Linked DNA regions of Mus musculus: region 1 is linked to region 2. Evidence: chromatin contacts called from public HiChIP or PLAC-seq data. All regions are on one chromosome and are shown on one strand. Each heading gives the region's core, a stretch centred on a gene start, on an enhancer-like site or on the middle of the called end of the contact. The rest is flanking DNA. Distances are from core to core; before and after follow the strand shown. Region 1 overlaps Hsd17b11 (hydroxysteroid (17-beta) dehydrogenase 11). Region 2 has its middle 40 kb from the start of Gm25721.

Region 1 (5,243 bases), core at 2,037-4,536, 300 kb before region 2:
CCTTAGACACTTGAGACTGTAAACTCTGAGTGGCTTTGTTTTGTTTTGTTTTGTTTTTTTTCATTTTGATTCACAAAAAAAAAAAAAACAAAAAACAAAAAAAAAATCAGAAAATAGAATTTAGTAAAAAACAAAAATTATTGATAATCTCACCAACCACAAATTAGCATGTTAAACATTTGGTACAACTTTTGGGACAACTTTTTTGGACACATAGCCATACTTGTAAGAAATAATCCATAGTGAGTCGTTGCCATGGTGGGTGGTACACACCTGTAATCTCAGGACGTGGGAGCTACAAGCAAGAAAATCAGGCTGTATGAGTTCAGAGCCTGTCTAGGCTGTATAGATACTTTCAAAAACAAGGGCCAGAGTCATAGAGTACTTGCCAAGTGTGTATAAGGTCCTAAGTTTAAAGAGAGGGGGAGGGTAAAGAGTGGGAGAATAAAAGAGAGGAAGAAAGAAAACCTATAGTTATCATGTATAGTGACACAAAGACAGGAAGATCACAAGTTCAAGACCAGCCTGGGCTGCATCAAAAGTTCAAGGCCAACATACAGGGCATAGTGAAACTTTGTCTTAAAACAAACAGAAAACCTACAAAACCCAACTACATTATAGTCTTGTATTTTGAATCTAAAACTATTAAGCTGTACATATTAATAATATATGCCAGCATCATTTTCAGTTCCTGTGACATGAGACTATGTATGTCACTACTCAATTATTGAGACTTTTGCATGATTCCCTCAGTTATTAGGAATACAAACCTCCAGACCCAGGTAGGGCTCAGGGCGAGTCTTTGGCTGGCTTCTTCCCTCCCTTGGTAAGGATTAGCCTCCAGCAGGTCAACTCACCTCTTTAAACCTCAAGTTCAGCAAGACCATCATTTCCCCCAAAGCGCCTTCACACAAGCAAGTTCTAGGCTCTGGGATCTCAACCAACTTGGATCTAATCACTGGATTTGGCAGCTTGGTGACTGTGGTGTGACCAGAACAGGGAGATCTAATGCTGCCCGTCACAGCCATTTTAAATGTTCTCCACTATTTACTTTCATGAGATTTCCCCCAACATTAATATCTGGAAGCCCAGTTGACAGTTTCTTGGTGCAAACATTTGCACATGACTCTCAATCACAGAGTAGGGCATGGTGAATTTGACTCCACTTTAACGAACTTCATGCTCTTGTCAAACTGTCTTCCAGAAATGAACAGTGTAACCCGGGCTCTGGAAAACAGGAAGCCGTAGTTAGTTTTTAGTTTTGTTTTATCTCACTTTTTAAAAAAGTTCAGATCCAGACTTTAAAGGTTGCTATGCTCAGTTATATATGATGAAATCTGCCTGTATGTTGAAAGACAAACTGAGAAAATACCAATTTTCATGTTATTTGACCATTACATATTAGAGGAAAATGCTACTATGTGTGTTAACAAGTGAGCATGTTTTTATGTCTGTCTCTGTTGGCATTTATCTTGTGGGCTTTCTTCTACTTTCCTTTAGTCTACCAAACTTTACTTTGCTTTTCGAACCTCAATTCCTGTTTCAGTAAACAACACTCATAATAACCTACATCTTAGAATCGTTGGGAGGCTTAAATAAAAATGAACCATCTGATTAACCGTGAGCAGGTTCTGTCCTACGCCAATGATTTTAGATGCCATCACTTTAGTTTCTGATGTTTGTCAGTGTACAGAAACTTTCCATGCTATTATTGAAACCAATAATATTTCATTTACAGCTTCAATGTATTTCTAAGCTTAAAAAAATGAAAAAGAGCCGGGCGGGGCACACACCTTTAATTCTGGCACTCTGGAGGCAGAAGCAGGAAGATCTCTGGTCTACAGAGTGAATTCCAGACAGCCAGGGCTACACAGAGAAACCCCATCTCAAACAAACATATCTATATATAGAAAAGAATACTTTCCACAATTTTATGTTTTTTAGAGTACAATGAGATTGGCAAGAATGTATAGACACTTTATCTAATTTCTAATTCATAAAGATTTAGAAACATAAAACTATCTGGTAATTAATATCACCAGACTATACACTCGAGTGACAGATTTTATGTTACATGTATCTTATGACTTTTTTTTAGTTAGTAATGTAAAATACCAGCAAATGACTGAATTATATACCTTCAGAAGGTGAACTGAGTTAATATGACTTAATATTTCAATAAAGCTCTTTTTAAATTTAGCTACCTAGAAAAATAAAAGTTCATCTAGAGTAGTTTCAGAATACTTCCAAGTGAAGAGGCTTTTGTAAGAATTGCTTTGCACTGTGATTCATTTATGACAAATATTTACTGAGTGCCCGCTAAGAGGCAAGCCCTGGGCAAGGCCTTGGAAACTCATTTGTGCCCAGGAGAGTCATAGAGATTATAATAAAAGTGTAAGCAAAGAGCTCGGGGGTTAGTCAGTCAGTAAAGTGCTGGGCTGGCCACACATAGGGACTGAGTTCAAATCCCCCCAAACCTAGCAACATATGCCTATGACCCAGCAATCTCAGGGCAGAGAAAGAACTATCCCTGGGGCTTCCTGGCCAGGCAGCGTAGCCAGTGGGCAAGCTTCAGGTTCAGTGAGAGACCCTGTCTCCAAAAATAAAATGAAGGCATTAATGGAAAACACCAATCTTAAAATCTTATCTTTACCCAAATACATACATACTACACCCCCACCACACACTGACACACCCACACACCCACAGGCACACGCATGCATTACAAATCTGAAATATTCTATCCGAGAAAACTTAAGAGTATTGTGTAATGAAGGTGGGGTTGGGGGTAAGATAGGACTCTGAGGAACTAAGCTGTGACTTAGAGAAGAACGGATGTGTACAGAAGAACTTCCGCTTGCATTCCACCACCATTTTAGAATAACTAATAAACAGATTACGGCGACGCTGGATTTTCTGGAAACAGCAACAATCAAAGCAAACACTCCGTAGGTTTCAGGTCTTCTCTTCAGTGCACAGAAATCCACCTGGTTAAGGACTCAACACGTAGGAAATGTTCTGTGCCGCGTGCTTGAAGTTTTCGTGTACTTAGGAATGAAGCTCTGCCCGCCAAAGCTACACCAGGCCTGTGATTCAGGGCTCCCCCCATCCCCCACGCTGCTGGTGGGAGGAGCTCACCTAACTGCAGCACCCCACTATTCTTGCATTCATTTGTGAACTCCTTCCTTTCAGCTCCAGCAAGTTTGCTGCCGTTGGCTTCCACAGAGCCTTGACTGATGAGCTGGCTGCCTTGGGACGAACAGGAGTGCGAACATCGTGCCTCTGCCCCAACTTCATAAACACCGGCTTCATCAAGAACCCAAGCACCAAGTAAGCTGGCCCAGGGTGAGACCAGAGTAAGCTGGGAGCACAGGTGCTTGCAGGGATTTCGCTCTGTGGACTTCCTAAAGAGATTAATCCCTGAACCGCCTGATACCTGATGCTTTCAGGTCCTGATGCTTGTGGGAAAACAGGTGGGGAAACAAGGAGAGAAAGACCGGAGGTCACAGCTGTAAATGCAGACCTGAATGACAGGGTAACGACAACGACTGGTTAATCTTTCCTTTGTTCCTTCAACCCCGATCAGCAGTTTCAGACTCACATACACATTTTTTGTCTCCTGGAGTGCTTGGGACAAAATCTGGGCTCCTGAACCCCAGCGATGATTTACATTGCTTGGTTGGGGTAGGGTAGTGGTGAGGAGGAGGGCGCCTGGATCCCTGGTCAAAAGCCACGTGGGGTGATTCCGGTGATGCTGTGTGGCTGTTCCGCCACAGTGCCCCTCCAGCAGGACAGCACCAGCTTACAGTTTACCAGAGGGTATCAGCTCCTTGCTGTTTACCTTTTAAACACCGCCAACTCCCGAGGTGGAGAGTCTTTGTATGCATAGTAATCATTAGCTCACACAACTGCTGTGGGCGCTTGTCAGTCTCATGGTATCTGCTTACTTGTCTAGGAAGCCTCAGAATTTTAAAGCAAATATCGAATAGCCCTTCCTGTGCCTGAGACCCCCTTTACATGTCCCATTGGCTGCATGAAGTTTTCCCAAGTGCTCCCCCACGGCCATTAAGTTCTGTGAGGTGTTAGGTCTCTCTCCTTCTACACTTAATCTACCCATATCAGCCAGGAAAAGACCAAACGTAACATTTGAAACAGTGTGTACAGAATGTATAACCATTGTAGAGATAAAAGATCACGCTTAAGCCATGAACCATCGAAGTCTGATAGTAGTATAAGATTTTTTCTCTTTAGTTTTTCCATTGGTGTGTAGTCATTGTTCATGGTATTATATTAAATAATATATAATATTTTCTTTCTTTTAAAAAATTTTTTAACCTAGGAACCTCTGTCTTGTTTCTTTAATCATTTTGAAACCACTAAGTTTTTACAAAGCAATATGCAAGTGATAGTGAGCTAGTAACATTTTACAAAAATTTGTACACTTCTACAGTCTACGCTAATAACAGATTGCCACAAAGCTAGAAATGTAAAATTCATCATGGTGATTTACAGTGTGGTTAGAAGTTACTAAGGAAACCTTGCATTGTCAGTCAATGGATTCCAACACAGAAAATCAAAGAACCTCCCTGTCTTCTAGTTACTAAGAGAATTGTGTGTGATGCTAAGAATCCTGAAGTATATATTTACAGGAAAATGGCTGATAAGAATCAATAGCATCGAGTCAAATCAACTAGGTTTCCTAATAAAATCATAGCTCTGATGTCTACCTTACAGAGGGAATTTGTGATGTTATTAATAAATATAGACACATGTTTTGTTTTGTTTTGTTTTTCGAGACAGGGTTTCTCTGTGTAGCCCTGGCTGTCCTGGAACTCACTTTGTAGACCAGGCTGTCCTCGAATTCAGAAATCCTCCTGCCTCTGTCTCCCAAGTGCTGGGATCAAAGGTGTGCGCCACCACTGCCCGGCTGACACATTTTTACAGGATGTTAAAAAATACATAAGAATAATGTATTCATTGTTACTACTTGAATTTGTAACAGACACTTTACATTTCCTGTGTCTCTCTGTCTGTCTCTGTCTCTATCTGTCGTCTCTGTCTACCTCTGTGTCTCTGTCTTTCTGTGTCTCTGTCTCTCTCTCTGTCTCTGTCTCTATCTGTCTCTTTGTGTCTCTGTTTGTCTCTGTCTATCTCTCTCTCTCTCTGTCTCTGTCTTCTCCCCTTCTCCTGGCTTTTTACAGTTTTCCTGGGTTCCAGGGATGGAACTCACATCACCATACCTG
Region 2 (5,348 bases), core at 1,128-3,627:
TCTATACTGTACGGCTGGTCCCTCAGGGGAAGGGATGCCTCAGCATGGGCCCCCAGAGGCACCCTCTTCCCCCACACCTGACTACACATCCACCAAACATATCTCTGGTTTCTCTATCTTTTTATAAAACACACTAAGTTGTCCTCTGACCTCCTCATAAATATTGCAGCAGGCATGTATCCACACACATACATATATGCACAGAACAAATGAATAAAATGTGACAGTCACCACAACATTTCCCTGCAAGAGTAAAAATACCACATACTTATTAATAGTAGTATTTATAATTTTCTGTTCCAAGTTCCCACAGATTTAGTGGTTTAACCTCCTCAAGTAGTAAAGAAAGTGCTATTGTGTCCCTTCTCTTATTTTAGAGACAATTCTCAGGTCTGTGACACAGACAAGCAGAGGTGCCAAGTGTCTACGATACAGGATACAGGTTACTCTCAAGAATGTATGTATGGAACAGCCTTGGGAAATGCAGCTAGCGTCTACTTCTCCAGCAAAGGGGAACATGTTTATTATACAGTGTGATCAAGACAGTATCTCCCCTGGAGTACAGAGCAGCTGTACAGCCAATTATAAAAGAGGGGGTTCCTTGAGCTCTGGATTCCCTCCTGGAACACAGCTTGCTCCCTGAGACTGCAGTGTCTTTTGCCAATTGGCACTTAGGAAACAAGAGTAAGAAAAGAGAATACTGTCACTCTAGCAACTACCATTACAAATGACAAAATCACTCTGCTGTCACCCAGAGGTCTCCAGGCGGGTTAATTTGTTAGCTTGTAAGTAGGATAATATAACATCCTCACATTCCTTGACCAGAAGCGAATTGCTTTGCCCAGAGTCTGAGAAGTGGCAGGAGACACATTAAAGACGCATCAGCCTGCACATCCAGGGCAGAACCCTGGTGTTAAGCCGTTGCTATAAGCAGTGGTGCTGAACCTTGTTCCAGAAATAGAAGCAGCAACAGCTCCTGGTTACAAATGCAAATTCTGCACCAGCATTCGCAGACAGACCAGAAACAGTGACTGTGGCACTAATGGGGACATCTGTGGCTCTGAAGTATGTAACACCTAAATGACTGCATCAACACACACACACCCAACTTATCTCCCAGGCTGTAGGCAATGGTATGGGGAGGAGGACTTTACAAGGCATGAATTCTTGAAACCCACAAATACAGCTTCCATAAATTCTCGAAAGGGTTTTTTTCTAAATTAAAGAAGGCAGTTTATAGTCGGGCAGTGGTGGTGCACGCCTTTAATCCCAGCACTTGGGAGGCAGAGGCGGGCGGATTTCTGAGTTCGAGGCCAGCCTGGTCTATGGAGTGAGTTCCAGAACAGCCAGGGCTACACAGAGAAACCCTGTCTCAAAAAAACAAAAGAAAAAAAAAAAAAAAGGCAGTTTGTAAGGTGCAGAGGCCAGAGGATACCTTTGGGAGTGGTCCCTCAGGAGTCATCCACCTTGTTTTCGAGACTAGGTCTCTTACTTGATAAGTAGGTAGGCAGGAAGCCTGTCTCTACTCCACAACTCCAGGAAAGTGGCCTCATCTTTTACAATACTATATACTCAGCCCTTTTTGTTTGATTTATTATTTGTGTGGTTTTCATAAGACAGGATCTCACTATATAGTCCAGGCTGGCTTTGAACTCACAAGGACTCATCTGCCTATGGCTCTCAAGTCCTGAGATTAAAGATCTGTACCACAATGCCTAGCAGTATAATAATAAATAATAATAATAATAATAATAAAAGTCTTAACAAGTAACTTGGTAAGGCTACCCTTAAACTTGTCTCTCTTTTTTTGAGATCCAATTAGTTTTTATTTTATGTGTGTATTTGCTTTGCATGCGTGTGTCTGTGCAGGTGTCCTTGCCATGTCCTCGGAGGCCAGAAAAGGGTTTTGGATCCCCTGAAACTGCATTGTAAGCAACCACGTGGGAGCTAGTAATTGAACCTGGGTCATTTGTGAGATCAGTCAGTGCTCATAACCACTAAACCATCTCTCCAGCTCTTACCTTTGAACTTGTGATCCTCCTGTCTCTGTTTTCTGAACATCTGGAGTTACAAATCTGTACTACTGGTCTAGCTAAGATCCTCGGTACAGATCAATACAACTTGTCTGTTAAATGGGTTGACTTAATGTTTTCCATGTGCATAGTATATATTGTGGACATATAAATATATATCTGGGATGCTAGAAGAAAATGCTTACACCATAGTTGTGATGAGAATTACTTAGCCAAGGAGAAATACTATTTATATTTTAAGTCAAGCTGTAATTCTTGAAAAACAGGAAACCACATATCAACATAGCCAACAGAGTGTACCATGCTAGAAAGTGCACCAGGCTTTGAGTCAGAGGAGAGTTATTCAACTTCAGCCCAATTTCCTGACTTTAAAGGGGAAAACGAACTCAACTGAGAGCTACAATTAGGTGTGCGCGGTAGGTCACGGGAAGTAAGCACAGACATGCTCCCTGGGAGTGTACCTGATTGTTCTTGGAGGATCAGGGTTTTACCCCAATGTCATGCTTAGATCACTGTCTGGCACACAGAAGATGCTTTCTATTCAAGAAGTATCAGGAGTGAACAAGGTATTTCATAATGTTAGCTCCCTTCAGGCTCTGCTTGTCACAAAGCTCTTTCAGTAGGAAAAAGTCACTCTATCAAAAAAAAAAAAAAAACACTTAGTCATATTTAAAATGGGCCAGTTAATTTCAGAACATCAGCTGACTTTCTTCCCTGGAGAATACTACTAAAGGAGAGCTGTCCTGAAGCCTGAGAAAGAGGAGCTCCTATTAGCAACCCTGGCCATAGTCAATTCTGCAATGATACAACGTAAACACAATGAGTTGAGGGGATGGGGGGTAGGGGCTGCAGGGGCTGCAGAGGGTTGGGGAGGGTTGCCGGGAGGGCTTCAGGGACTACAGGGAGGGCTGCAGGGGCTGCAGGGGGGTCGGGGGGCTGCAGAGGGCTGCGGGGAGGGCTGCAGGGGCTGTGGGGTGCTGCAGAGGGCTGCAGGCACAGCTCAGCTTTGTGATAGAGTTCTTACCTAGCATGCACCAGGTCCATGGTTCACTTGCCAGACATGGTAGCCCAGGGCTGTACTTGGGGTTAAAGGCTGATAATCAGAAATCCAATGTCATCCTCGCCTACGTACAGAGTTTGTGGCCAGCTACACGAAACCCGATCTTAAAAAATGGGAGTGAGGATGGGGGTGGAGATGGCTTAGTGGGTAAGGTGGATTAATGAACAAGGATGAAGACCAACTTTCAAATCCCTCGAACTCAAGAAAAGCCAAGCGTGGACTCAGCGGTGCTGTGATCCCAGCCCTGTGAGGGATACAGACAAAAGGGCTGCTCGAGCCTGTCAGACGCCAGCCTAGCTCCAGAGTCAGGGGTAGACCCTGGCCTCCAGGGAATAAGGCAGGGAGTAGTAGAATAGGACACTTGATATCCTCTTCTGGCCTGTATATGAACACATGCAGGTGCTCACACTCACATCTATACATGCATATATACCACATATATGCACACACAGATAGTCATTAATAAAACAAAAAGCCATTCCGGGCCAGCCAGGGTTACACAGTAAGATCCTGTTCTTAGGGCTGTCGAGATGGCTCAGTGGTTAAGAGCACTGGCTGTTCTTTTTAGAGGTATGGAGTTTAATCCCCAACAACCACATGGCAGCTCCCGCTTGGAGGAGGAGGAGGAGGAGGAGGAGGAGGAGGAGGAGGAGGAGGAGGAGGAGGAAGATGAAGAAGATGAAGAAGAAGAAGAAGAAGAAGAAGAAGAAGAAGAAGATCTTGTCTCAAAGCCAAAACAACTAAAGCAGCAGCTAACACACTTCTGCAGCCTTAAGAGTGATGTCTTCGAGGTATGCCATCCCACGCAAATATAAATTAATTTTGTCTTTTATTTGTTTTTTTTGTGTAGCCCTGACTGTCCTGCAGCTGGCTCTGTAGACCAGGCTGGCCCTGAACTCAGAGAACTGCCCAATTTTGCCTCCCGATTTTGCTAAGATTAAAGATGTGTGTCACCACCACCACCACACCAGGTATTTAACTTTGCTTTTTAAATGTTAATTTATCTGGAGCCTGGGATGGTGGCACACACAGGAGGCAGAGGCAGGCAAATCTGTGAATTCTTGGCTAGCCTGGTCTACAAATAGAGTTATAGGACAGCCAGGGCTGTTACACAAAGGAACCCTGTCTTAAACAACAACAACAACAACAACCTTTTGTGTTGGAGGTGCCCATGGAGGCCAGATGGGGGTGTCATCTAGAGCTCTGAGGCCACTAGGAACCAAACCCAGGAACCACTGAGCCGGCTCTCCAGCCCCAGCTTTGGCTTTTAAAAAGTGAAAATATAGGACTATTTCAGGACTTGCACTTTCACATCCAACAAACTCCATGAGAAATTATGCAAATTTGATGCAAGAGGTAAGCAAGGAAGTCTTTCCACTTATCTTTCAAAAATAATAAAAATAAGCCAGGCGTGGTGGCACACGCCTTTGATCCCAGTTCTCAGGAGGCAGAGGCAGGAGGATTTCTGAGTTCAAGGCCAGCCTGGTCTACAAAGTGAGTTCCAGGACAGCCAGGGCAATACAGAGAAACCCTGTCTCGAAAAACCAATAAAATAAAATAAAATAAAATAATAATAACAAATAAATAAATAAATAAAAACAGGCTGAAGAGATGGCTCAGCACTTAAGAGCACTGGCTGCTCTTCCAAAGGACCCAGGTTCAAATCCCAGCATCCAAATGTCAGTACATAACTGTCTATAATTCCAGTTCCGGGGGATCTGACACCCTCACATGGACATACAAGGAGGCAGAACACTAATGTAAATGAATTTTTTAAAAAATCAAAAAAAAAAAAACAACACAAGTTTTTGTTTTTCGTTTTTTTCAAAAGATCGATTTTAACTGGCAATGTGGCAGTGTAGGACCGTAATCCCAGCAATTTAGAAGTTGAGGCAGGGAGGTTTTTGAATTCCACAATGGGGCTGGAGAGATGGCTCAATAGTTAAGAGCACTAGCTGTTCTTACAGGACCGAAGTTCAGTTCCCAGCACCCACACTGGGGGGGACGGAGGGGTCTTTCAGCTTTACTCCAGTTTTAGGGGCTCTGACACTAACTTTTGATTTCTGTGCGTACCACACACACATGGTACACTAACACACTTGCAGATAAACATTTATATACACAAAATAAAAACAAACTCTTTAACACAAGAAGACTTGTCTGCATATAACAGAAGAGCCAGTTAGCATGGCTCATGTCCGGCAGCTCTCTGAGAGTTGGAGGCTAGCCTGGTCTACAGAGGAAGTTCCAGGATG

The links. HiChIP or PLAC-seq counts read pairs in DNA pulled down with a chosen protein or histone mark.
Region 1: a contact with region 2 is called in a FOXA1 HiChIP or PLAC-seq map of pancreatic cancer cells. The contact joins two enhancer-like sites. A contact is called at or near these places in 1 of 39 promoter capture datasets (the C10 cell line) and 3 of 115 datasets of contacts at active chromatin or transcription factors (T-cell acute lymphoblastic leukemia, microglia and pancreatic cancer cells).

What each region holds. Positions count from the first base shown.
Region 1 is chr5:104,001,259-104,006,501 of GRCm38.p6, reverse strand. Hsd17b11 (hydroxysteroid (17-beta) dehydrogenase 11) reads left to right here. Exons shown (of 7, transcript NM_053262.3): 5 at 3,193-3,330. Among named protein-coding and RNA genes, the nearest start is that of Hsd17b11, 18 kb to the left of the region's middle. Within about 2 kb of position 3,286, at least 41 of the 459 cell types and tissues checked have an H3K27ac peak or open chromatin away from gene starts, as enhancers often do. A contact at or near this core is called in pancreatic cancer cells, where this site is marked.
Region 2 is chr5:103,695,385-103,700,732 of GRCm38.p6, reverse strand. It overlaps a transcript of Aff1 not described here. Among named protein-coding and RNA genes, the nearest start is that of Gm25721, 40 kb to the right of the region's middle. Within about 2 kb of position 2,377, at least 67 of the 459 cell types and tissues checked have an H3K27ac peak or open chromatin away from gene starts, as enhancers often do. A contact at or near this core is called in pancreatic cancer cells, where this site is marked.